3 separate regions of the Mus musculus genome follow, and all the other regions are linked to region 3. The links are chromatin contacts, called in public promoter capture Hi-C maps. All regions are on one chromosome and are shown on one strand. The core of a region is the stretch at or near the end of the contact, and the rest is flanking DNA. Distances in the headings are between cores, read along the strand shown. Region 1 holds the start of Pkdcc (protein kinase domain containing, cytoplasmic). Region 2 has its middle 38 kb from the start of Gm24240. Region 3 holds the start of Kcng3 (potassium voltage-gated channel, subfamily G, member 3).

Region 1 (3,869 bases), core at 1,102-3,601, 420 kb after region 3:
GCCTTGAACAGTTAACAAACACCAAATGCCCCGCTAAGTCACTTGGTCAAGGCCTCTCCATCCTCCTCAGAATCTGGCTGGCACCTCAGGGTTTCCAGAAAATTCCCAAGAACCCAGAAGAGGGAAAAAAAAAACAACCAAGATCCTCCCAGTTAGAATGGCCACGTAACCAGCCGCTCACTCCCTTAAGCTCCAGTCACAGTGTTAGCCATGCAGCCAGACATAAACACACACAATGGGTGTTTGGGACCAAATGCAGGGCCTGGGACCTTGACAGAACTTGTCACAAGAGTATGGCCAGGACTGGGGGCATTAGTTCTAGGGAGACTTGGAGCCACTAGGAGTACAAGTAGTATTGTGGCCTCTTTATTCTGTGGTCCACAGATCCCTCGAGGCCTGGGGCCCCCTTCTCAGTGCTGAGGGAAGAAAAGATGGACTGCTGTGCCTCTGGCCAGCTCTTTGGGTATAGAAAAGTGACTCTGAGGGTGGGTGGGTGGTATGGACAGCTGGGGGGGGGGTTGCACACACTTATGTTACCCAGCCAAGAGCAGTCAGGGGTCCCCTTTCAGTCACCTCACACATATGCATAGAGAGTAAGTAGTCTTATCCAAGGCAGAGAACTCAGAGAGGGGAAGTGGGTTTATGTTTGGATGGCGGTGGCATTGTGAAGGTCTGTTCTAAATGCAACCTTGGATGGACGAGATGTGGGGGTGCATCCTTCTTGCCTGTGCCCCCAATGAACAAGGACAGAGTTTCTCGCTAGGAAAGTATGCATCTAGCTTTTTGAACCGTCTAGCCTCTTGGCTAAGCACACTTGCAAGAGTGTGGTATTCATACTAGCAGACCTGGAGTCTTCTGGCCTACAATCCTGAGGCTTCCCCTGTGGTTCAGCTGGACCCACTTGAAGTCCCAGGGAAGCCTGTGGTCACTTCTGGGAAAGGCTGTGTATTTTCTGGCCTCTTTTATCCCTTTCAATGGCCTGTGAGCCCAGTGAGAAATGAGGGTCTCCCTGAAGATCAAGTCAGATCCATGGTCTCCTTTTGGGCCCCTCCCATACCCACTGAGGCTTAACATCACCTCCAAAGCCAGACGTGTCGCTGGACTTTGAAAAAAGTATGGTTCAGGCTCTACCAATATGGGGGATCCTATTTCTGCATCTGGGAGCTGACTGAAGCTGGATGTTGGAGTTGGACCTGAGGTCACTATGACTGGAGATAATACTCCACCAGCTTTAGCCAGCAGCAGGGTCCTCTGTGGTCACAACTCCTAATCACTGCCTTATCACCAGCTTGGGACCCTTCTGGTCCTTGCCTCTGTCTTTACGGGATGCGTTTAAGCTGGTACAGGGTTCTACCCAAAGGGTGAGAGACCCCGGCAGGGTGGTGCTGAGTGTGGTTCCCTAATCTGGGTTCTGCACCTAGCTGCAACTGGGCAGTCTTGGACGCCCTGAGACTTATTTACTCCGTAAGACCAAGGAGTCTTTCAGAGTGGCCAGCCAGCCCCCTCATCCCGGAACCCCACTGTCGTACCTGCAGCACGTTGGGGTGCCGCAGCCGCTCCAGCAGCACCATCTCTTTGAGCAGCTTGTGGGCCGCCAGGCGATAGCAGCCCCTTCGCGCCCCGAACTCGCGCACGCAGCTGCCCAGATCGTGGCCGCTGAAGTCCACTGCTTTAAGCGCCACCGCGGCGCCGCCGGGCAGGCGGACCCGGTACACAGCCTTAGTGTAGCCTGAGCCCACGTACTGCGCGCCAGACACGTTGCGGAGCGCGGCGCAGCCTAGGCGCGGGCCCGGGCCGGGGGAGCCCGGGCCGGGAGCAGGGGGCCAGCCCGGAGCGCCGTCGGGCGGGGACCGGACCCGCGGGGGCCGGGGACGCTGCAGGCCCGGCCCGCCCGGAGCCAGGTCCATCAGGCGCCGCCGCTCTGGCCGGCCCGCTCCCGGCCCCGGCCCCCCGCGGGAATAGCGCTGCACCTCCTCGTAGCGCTCCCGGATCTGCCGGGCCAGCTCCCCACGGCCCCCGCGACGGCCCGGGCCCGGGGCTGCCGAGGACCCCGGGGACTGGCCTGGCCGCGGAGGCTCCGAGCCCGGTGCGAAGAGCACGTTGAGGACGGAGCCCAGCAGGAAGGAGGCGCAGAAACCAGCGGCCACGGCCGCCCGCCGGCGCCGCATCGCTCCCCTCCCCCCGGCCGGCCGCGCGCCGCTCCCCGGCCCCGGCCCCGGCCCCGGCCCCGGGCGGCTCAGGCTCCGAGGCGACTCGGCTTCGCGCCGCGCCGGCCCCCTGCCCAGCCCGCGCGCATGGCCCGGGCAGCCCCGACCCCGGCCCCCGGCGGGCGGCACATCGGCCTGACACTTGCCTCCCTCCCGCCCTGCCCCCGCCGCTTATAAGGCCCGGAGCCACCCCCGCGCCCGCCCCTCCGCCAGCGCCTCCCCGCGCCCGGCCGAGCCAGTCCTCGGCGCCGCCCCCTCTGGCCGCCCGGGCCGGCCTTCCCCGCTGACTGACAGCGGGACCTCCTCCCGCGGCCAGCCGGGCCTGGGAAGCGGCGCGGAGGCGGCTCCGGCCCTGCCCGGCGCGCGGCCCCCCGAGCTCGGGTTGGGGAGCGGGGGAGGGGGAGGGGGCGGCCGCGCGCAGGGCTTCCAAGCCCGAGGCCAGGCTGGATAACGGGACCCGGAGGCCGAAAGCGGAGCTGGCCGACCTGGTGCGGGGAGTTGGAGGGGCGAGGCCGGCGGGTAACGGGCTCCAAGGGGCAAGCCGCCAAGGCCCGGGTGCGGGGATCTCAGGGGTACACGCTGCCTCCTGGGGGAGGTGGGGAGTCGGGGCTGCAGTGCAGTGCGCAGGGGTTCCTCCTTCTGCGGGTGAGGCTGCTCTGGGACAGCCCGGGTTCAGGGTGTGATGAAGGGCGGCGCACTGGGGAGGCTGCCCCGCACCTGCGAGAGCGCGAGGGGTGGGGACTGTGGTCTCAGAGTTAATCAGGAGGTTTCGGAAGAATTCTTTTTTTTTTTCAACTGTCTTCTACCAGGACTTTCTGATTTTCCTGGTTCCCGAATCCCCACATCTCGACAACACAGCTCCATCCCCATCCCCGAGAACCTCGATCTTTGACCCGCCAGTAGGGGGTCGGAACCGTATACAGCGAGTGCATTAGTGTCCACGCACATCTGTCTGTGGAATGTGTGCATCCGCATGTCCCGAGGGGCTACTGTGTCTCTAGGATGGGAGTGAGTGTGTGCCCTGTGTGTTAGTGCTGACTCCATCAGAACTTCTGGTCCCTCCTCCTCCCTCCCTGATTGCATCATTAGTGCTAATTGAGGGGCTTTCACACGCCAGTGCATTAGCTGTTTGGAGTGAGCTCCCCCCTCCTGCGAGATAAGCTGCCGCCCCTCCCCCTCGTGGCTCTCCACTTCCCTAGGGCACTGAAACTGTCCACCGAGGTCGTCTCACTTCCTCAGGCTCCCTCCTGCTTTGCTCTGGGCAGGAAAAAGTTATCTCTCTTCCTGCAGTGCCGTGGATTCGGCTGGAGCGACGGCATATGGGGTAAAATTTAGGGGCTGGAGAAAGAATCCAGAGCCGCCTTTCTGAGGGGCTTTCTAGGAAGGAGGGGTTTTCCCTCAAGAGGTCTCCTGTTCCTATCCAACGCAGGGAGGAACTCTGTGACAGGGAATAAAACTTGCGGCTAGCTCTTTTGGAAGTTCAGCCTGTGATCGCACTGAGGTAGGCCTTCTGGCTCTGACTGACTTCTTGGTCCCCTAAAACTCAGAAAGTGGGGACCATGCTGAGTTATTCGTCATGGGAAAGGCAGGTTGAAGGAGGCCATGATTCCCCCTGAGAGATTTGGGTGGGTTTGATGGAGTGTGCGCTATAGGTCTGTTCCT
Region 2 (3,551 bases), core at 910-3,409, 320 kb after region 3:
GCATGCGCACGCGCGCATGATGGCTCAGGAGCAGTTGCTTGCTGCACCCTGACAACCTGAGTTGGATCCCAGGACCCACACGGTGGAAGAGAGAACTGACCCCTGCAAGTTGTCCTCTGACCTTCACACAGGCTGTGGCATTTATCTGAGCACACACGTGCACAAATAAACAGATAAATGTAATAAAAATTTTAAGAAAGAGATATTCTGGCTGAAGGTTTTGTTCCGTGGTATAATGTGGATTTAGCATGCAAGATACCCTGGGTTAAATCTCCAGAATTAGGGGGGAAAAAGGGTAGTATATGCATTATTCCTTCCTAGAGCCAGAGGAAGAAAAAGCCCACAGTTCTCAGCAGCGTGTTATAGGAGGGTAGACTATACTTTGCCTTTAACAAAAGCCAGTTAGTAACAGAGATTTAGACTAAAGCTATTTCTCCCCCTTCCCCCACTCTCCTCTAAGAGCTGCTTGCAGGTGATAAAACCCTAAGAGGAGAGAGGAGGGGGAGGGCTCTCTTGACTTCATGCTGGCAGAGAAACTCTGAAAAAAAAGCAGGGAGCAGAGACTTGAAGTTTTCTGTGGCTCAGCCTGAGGGTAGCCAAATTCATCTTTCTTCAGGAGCTCTGAGTGCAAGGACCAAGCTGGCGAAGGCCAACTATTATCTTCCTATAGCAGGGTACAAGGGAGCAGGGACAGGGTTGGCTAGAAAGGTTTGCAGTTTTGTCTTTTGCCTTCGTTGCTCCGTTGCCGAACTTAGAATAGCCGCAATGGCTTCCCTCTGTGACCTGTGCATTGTGTGTGTGACAACTGAGAACGCCACATGTGGATTAGGTTCCTGATCTAGAAGTCTTAAAACCTGAAATGGAGGCGCCAGTGAGAGCAGCATCTTTCGGGAGGTTCGAATCCTGCAGCACACATTCTCTTGGCCTTTTCAGATCACGAAGGCTGCCTGCATTCCTCGGCCCCTCCAACCTTGCTGCAATCCTTGCTCCTCTGGCTTTCCTGCTTTGCTTCCTTCCCTTATAAGGAACCCTGTGATCACAGCATGCTTTCCAGGCTAATCCCGGGTAATCTCTCCATCTCAAGGTCCTTAGCTTAATCATATCTGCAAAGACCATTTAAGGAAACAGACTCACAGGTTCCAAGATGTAGGCATTCTTGGGGATCATTATTCTGTCTACTAGAGCCCTAAGGCCACACCATCAGTGTCACATCTAGGGAAGGTGGCAGCCCTGAGTCATAGGCCAGAGTCCACGGTACCCAGTGAGCAGATTAGGAGCAGGTGAAAGCAGAAGAGCCAGCTAGCAGGGAGGACTGGCTCTGCCAATGGAAAACCAACTCCCTTTCTGCAAACCTACTTGTGAAAGTCCACGAACAACAGCAGAGGCAGAAAGGCAGACTCTCCCTGAGTGCAGCGGCTGTCCAGGCAGCCAATACATTGGTTAAAAACCCAAGCCAAGGGCCAGCCAGATGATTTGGTGGCTTGCCACACTACCCGGATGACCTGCGTTCAATCCCCAGAAAACACCGTGAAAGCAGGAGAGAACGAACTCTGCGAAGTTGTCCTCTGTCTTCCATATGCACGCAGTACACACACACACACACACACACACACACAAATTAAAACCAGCCACCACAACAAAAAACCCCAGCCAGTTTGTTAATTGCCACGCCTGGTTGCTGGCAGGTGTGCAGTTCAATAAGAAACATTCATTATTAATGGCGAGAGGGACCCAGAGCCCCAGCTGCCTGGGGAGGCAGCCTCAAAGCCCAGACCCTGAGGAAATAGAAGAGTCATAGGAAGAGGGGACGGCTATGAGGCAGGTGTGCGGAGGTAAAGTTTCAAACACTATGGTTAAGTCTTCCCATGCCACCAAGGAGGAAGTATCTGGCTGGTTCTTTAATGAAACTTGGAACTCATATTGCGCCAGTCAAGAAGGAAATATTCCTGTGGTTTTTTTCTGTGGGGGAAGAAAGTAATAAATCTTTGTGTTGTTGAAGGAACACCTTTCCGTGGTGCAGCTCCAAAGGGATGGGTTACTCGCAAAAGCCTACGTGCCTGAACGCCTTTGTTAACACCAAGCAGTTGGGAAGGGTCACGTCATAGATCCCTGCAGGGCAGGGACAAAGTTCAGGAACAAATGACACATGTTCTGTTGACTTCCTTAGGGGACAGAGGTTTAGAAAAGAGGTATTGCTACAAAACCGGCAGGGCTCTGGGGTGAACTGGCTTTGGAAGCATCTCCTTATGAAGTCACTGATAGGTTCCTAATCCCCCAAAGGAACATTCTGTGATCAGTGTGACTTCAGAGGAAAATGGTGGAAGAAAAGGTGAAGCCTCTGCTCTGAAGGAGACCTCCCAGGCTACGGGAGAGTCTTTCGTGTGTGTACACCGCTCCAGGTGTGTGTTGGGTGGGTGGGGTCCGGTGTCACAACTGATCATTAACTATGATAAGAGGAACAAAGACAGACCAGGCAGAATAAAGGGCTCTGCAGTGGCAGTGGACAGTCTGCGGATGCCAGAGTCGGGGAAGCTAGACCTAATCATGGAGTCCATACAAGCACAGAGACTGGAGAAGAACAAAGTGGGCAGAGAGATAAACCATGAGGACATCCCCAACACATTTCCAGTGGGGGAGCTAAAGTATACGGAAACTGAGCTTGTCTTAGCAAGGGCTGGGTGTAGTGCTGGTCTGCTTATCAGCCCTGGCGATCTTGTTAGGCATAGCCCTCACCCACAGCTCCAGCTCTAGGCGGCTCCTCTGTTTAAGTGACCTAACCCCTGGCACACTTTTGCACAAAGTGAAGAAAAGCCGGAAGAAGGGCGATAGCAAGAAAGATCAGGAGTTAAAGTGAAGGGAAAGTTCACGGTACCTTGTGCCTGTCAAGTGGTTGATGATCTGGTTCAGAGGCCTGGCCACACACAGGTAGTGCCTAAAGTCGATATGGCATTTTGGTGACTTGGGCTGGGTTGACCAGTTTGTCCTTGAGGTAGAGGCTCTCCACAAGCTGTGCTTGTGACCTCCCACTTAAAAACAAAAAGAACTGCATTATCATCTTTGCCCCCCCACCCCATGTGTGCACCCCCCACCCCGTGTATGTGTGTGTGTGTGCATGTGTGTGTGTCCCCATGTATGTGTGCATATGTATGTGTGCACGTGTGTGTCCCCCTGTGTGTGTGTGCATGCATGTGTGTGTGTGCATGTGTGTGTGTCCCCATGTATGTGTGCATATGTATGTGTGCATGTGTGTGTCCCTGTGTGTGTGTGCATGCATGTGTGTGTGTGCATGTGTGTGTGTCCCCATGTATGTGTGCATATGTATGTGTGCATGTGTGTGTGTCCCTGTGTGTGTGTGCATGCATGTGTGTGTGTGCATGTGTGTGTGTCCCCATGTATGTGTGCATGTGTGTGTGTCCCTGTGTGTGTGTGCATGCATGTGTGTGTGTGCATGTGTGTGTGTCCCCATGTATGTGTGCATGTGTGTGTGTCCCTGTGTGTGTGTGCATGCATGTGTGTGTGTGTGTGCATGTGTGTGTGTCCCCACGTATGTG
Region 3 (3,664 bases), core at 504-3,003:
CATTACTAAGACCTGCTAGATACTGGGCTGGGTTTCTCATAACTGGCTTTCATTTTTACTGACACGAGGTTAGGGCTTCTATTCCTGGCTTGCTGAAAGAGCCTTTTCCTTAGAATAACCCACGGGGCAGAGCGTCTTCCTAAACTAAGGCTTTCATCTAGCCACTTCTGTTATTAAAGCTTCAGGGATCCCATTGCAGATAGCCCGGCATGGACACAGGTCTTAGAACTCCCGTTGTTCCAGCCAGACAAATGCATTAGCTTTCTTTACAGTCGCTAATCTTTCACATCTGGCATTTGCTCCCCCGGAGTCCCTGGCTCCTTCTGCCAGCACCTCCTTCCATTCCGTATTGAATTCACTTCCTTCAGGATGTTTTCCTTGCTTAGTAGCTACTTAGCAGATAAATAACTCTTGTTTTTGAGCTTTTAATCACATTAAGTGCTTAAAAAAAAATGATCCAAGTCTAGGGATAAACAGCTTATGGAGATTTTCATTCTCTAAGAACCACCCAGGGTGACTTTGTCAGAAAGAGAACTCAAATTTGCAGGCGGCTGTTTTCACTAACATCTATCCGAGAAGCAGAGCAAATGACTCCTTATGGTGACCTCTAGCGGGCACGGGGCAGTCCTACAAAATTAGGAAAGTGGAGGGGGAAAGCAAAACCCTTCCCCAGGTACTCCATGGTCACAGGAGCCCATCTCACCCCTCCACCCTCCCTATTCATTTTTATTTCCAGGGTTTGTTTTGCATCTAACGCCGTCTCCCTTATATATAACTCACCTGTTTCTTGCCTTTGACGGGCTGGGTTGCCGGTGTCGGATGTGTAAACTGCTGTTTAAAATAATGCCTGCCAAGTCGAACCCCACTCCACCAAGCCTTAACCCTGCCTCTGCATTTGAAGGCCGGTGCCGCAGTCGCACGGGGGTGCTACGGGGAGGGAAGGAGTGGACATCGAGATAGCATGAAAAGGAGAATGCAAGATCGAGGCAATAAGACATTCTGGTCTTGCCAGTGAAAGAAAATTCTCTCCAGACTGCTACCCGACTCCACCGGAGGCATCGTGAGAGCGGTGTAGGCGCCTTCTTAGGACCCCAAGGCTGGGAAAGATGGGGGACTAGGGCGAGTCCGTTGGCCCATGGCATCCCTCAGGGAGCAGGGGGTGGGGAGAGCTTGGTGCGCGGCCGCCTTCGGAGCGCACGGCACGTGGGGTGCCCCACGCGCGGAGAGGAAGCGCAAAGTCTGCAGGCAAAGCCGCGACTGGGTTGCCTGCTTTGAGAAATCCTTTGGGGCGGCCTTAGAAGCCGACCAGGGTTTCCAACAGTCTCTGGCAAAGGCTCATCCAGACGCCGTCTGCTCCCTACTTCAAACCTCGCACCTTGGTCCTCACCTCAGCACCCCTCCTTCCCTCCTGTCTCCTCCCTTCGGGGGACTCTTTAAAGGAGCCTGGGGGAGGTGTGTCCATCATCCGGATGGCCCCGGGGCTCCCCGCAGCTCGCATCACGCCCTGCGCACCCCTCCCGGCCACTGCGGGCGGGGGCGCACGGCGTCACGAGGCGGGGAGCCCGAGGTCCGGGGCGGGGCGCCGGGGAATCCCAGCCGGAGCGAGCCGGGAGGTGCGGGCGCGGGCGGGCAAGGAGGTGCGCGCGGAGGGAGCGGAGCGCGCGGAGCCGGCGGGCGAGGAGGAGGACGGCGAGGGAGGCCCCGCCCCCGCCTCCCGGAGCCCGCTCCTCGCCGCCGGAGCCGGCTCACTTTGCCTTTCGCCTCTGGACGGCGGCGGGGCTGCGTGCGCCGGGGACCGGGCAGACCTGCCCACGGTGCCTCGGCTAACGTTCGCCCTCTGGGAGACCGGCGCCACCTGGAGCTGCGGCCAGCCACCCGGATTCGGGAGGGCGAACCCGGGAGCGAGGGGCGGCGGCACTGACACCGCGGGGGACGCGGGCGGTGCGGGGCGCGAGCCCCGGGGGAGCTCGGGCCCCGACGGCGCGGCCTCCCCGTGCGCGCGGCGGGCAGGCCCCCGGGGCGGCCAGCCATGACCTTCGGGCGCGGCGGGGCGGCCTCGGTGGTGCTGAACGTGGGCGGCGCCCGGTACTCGCTGTCCCGGGAGCTGCTCAAGGACTTCCCGCTGCGCCGCGTGAGCCGGCTGCACGGCTGCCGCTCGGAGCGCGACGTGCTCGAAGTGTGCGACGACTACGACCGGGAGCGCAACGAGTACTTCTTCGACCGACACTCGGAGGCCTTCGGCTTCATCCTGCTGTACGTGCGCGGCCACGGGAAGCTGCGCTTCGCGCCGCGGATGTGCGAGCTCTCCTTCTACAACGAGATGATCTACTGGGGCCTGGAGGGTGCGCACCTGGAGTACTGCTGCCAGCGCCGCCTAGACGACCGCATGTCCGACACCCACACCTTTCACGCGGCAGACGAGCTGGGCCGCGAGCAGCCTCGTCCCGCCGGACCCGAGGCGGCCCCCTCCCGGCGCTGGCTGGAGCGCATGCGGCGGACCTTCGAGGAGCCCACGTCGTCGCTGGCCGCGCAGATCCTGGCCAGCGTGTCCGTGGTGTTCGTGATCGTGTCCATGGTGGTGCTGTGCGCCAGCACGCTGCCCGACTGGCGTGCGGCGGTTGCTGACAACCGCAGTCTGGATGACCGGAGCAGGTACTCCGCCAGCCCTGGGAGGGAACCCTCCGGGTAGGACGCACTGCTTTTTTTGCCCGTCCAGTCCGTCCAGTCCCGTCTATCCGTGCCGTCCGTCCGTCCGGTCTCCGTCCTGTCTGCCTGGCAGCTCAGCTAGGCTTTTTTCCTGCCCCAGGAGGTCCCTGGCGCTCCAGCCGAGGGGTGTGAGGAATCTATGGGTCCCCAACCCCGCCCCCTTTTCACAGGCGCAGCCTGTGGTTGTGCTTGGGTCTCACCTTTTAGAGTAAAACCTCCAGGCTTTGTGTTTTAGTTCTGACCAAATAGCAACCTGCTAATTAGATTTTCCAAACTTTTATTGCTAACACGCAATAATTTGCACGATGATTCAGTTTGAGCTAAGAGCTCTTTGAAATATGTGCCAGTACTGGTGGTGTTTGAAAAGATGAAGTCTCATTTCGGTGAAATGTGGTCTGCTTCAGTGCCCACACATTCTGCACACCCTGCTCCCGGCGTAATGTGTGCTGGGATGGAATCCGTATTATAAAGGAGGCTAATTTAGTGATAGACTCTGAATAATGGGTGCCTGTGCCCTTTTTCCTCTCTCCTTTCCGAGCAAGTGTGGACCTAGCAAATTCCTCTCCTCTGTGTGGCATTAAGGATTTGGAGTTTCATTCAGAGGGTCTTCAGTGTGGAGAAGAAAACAAAAACAGCTATTACCTTGGGAGAGAAGAAAAAGCGAAACTTCCCCAAACCCAGAAACAGGATTCGGTCATTGAAGTGTCTTCCCGCCTCCCCCCACTTTACTAGGATGAAAAGAAAACACTTTAATCTTTCCTGAGCTCATGCTTATCTCTTAATGGTGATAGCACTCTCCTGTTTTTAGAACAAGTGAGTTTATTTTGCATATTTGGTGGGAGGAATAAGCAGACTAAAGTTGGACTTTCCGAGCAGACAGCCATTTTGGGCATAAAACCCAAACTGTATATTCTCTTTCACCCTTTGTTTGATAACTCTTCTAGGAGCCTTCACCCAT

What was found. Promoter capture Hi-C pulls out the DNA fragments that hold promoters and counts their contacts.
Region 1: a contact with region 3 is called in a promoter capture Hi-C map of embryonic stem cells. The contact joins the promoter of Pkdcc here to the promoter of Kcng3 in region 3. A contact is called at or near these places in 5 of 39 promoter capture datasets (the C10 cell line, embryonic stem cells, pre-B cells and 1 more), 1 of 15 datasets of contacts at CTCF or cohesin (stem cell-derived epiblast-like cells), 5 of 484 Hi-C or Micro-C datasets (all in embryonic stem cells), 3 of 115 datasets of contacts at active chromatin or transcription factors (all in embryonic stem cells) and 2 of 9 other capture datasets (adipose tissue and embryonic stem cells).
Region 2: a contact with region 3 is called in a promoter capture Hi-C map of the HPC-7 cell line, with 3 times the contacts expected there. The contact joins the enhancer-like site here to the promoter of Kcng3 in region 3. A contact is called at or near these places in 12 of 39 promoter capture datasets (the 3T3-L1 cell line, the C10 cell line, the HPC-7 cell line and 6 more), 2 of 484 Hi-C or Micro-C datasets (bone marrow-derived macrophages and embryonic stem cells) and 4 of 115 datasets of contacts at active chromatin or transcription factors (T-cell acute lymphoblastic leukemia, embryonic stem cells, neural tube and 1 more).

The regions. Positions count from the first base shown.
Region 1 is chr17:83,213,765-83,217,633 of GRCm38.p6, reverse strand. Pkdcc (protein kinase domain containing, cytoplasmic) reads right to left here and starts at 2,351. Exons shown (of 7, transcript NM_134117.2): 1 at 1,530-2,351. The coding sequence starts at 2,168. Gm34686 (a long non-coding RNA gene) reads left to right here and starts at 2,500. Exons shown (of 3, transcript XR_001782234.2): 1 at 2,500-3,869.
Region 2 is chr17:83,306,334-83,309,884 of GRCm38.p6, reverse strand. No RefSeq gene overlaps it. Among named protein-coding and RNA genes, the nearest start is that of Gm24240, 38 kb to the right of the region's middle. Within about 2 kb of position 2,159, at least 71 of the 459 cell types and tissues checked have an H3K27ac peak or open chromatin away from gene starts, as enhancers often do. A contact at or near this core is called in the HPC-7 cell line, T-cell acute lymphoblastic leukemia, bone marrow-derived macrophages and 1 more, where this site is marked.
Region 3 is chr17:83,629,984-83,633,647 of GRCm38.p6, reverse strand. It overlaps Kcng3 (potassium voltage-gated channel, subfamily G, member 3), which reads left to right and starts at 1,753. Exons shown (of 2, transcript NM_153512.1): 1 at 1,753-2,685. The coding sequence starts at 2,030.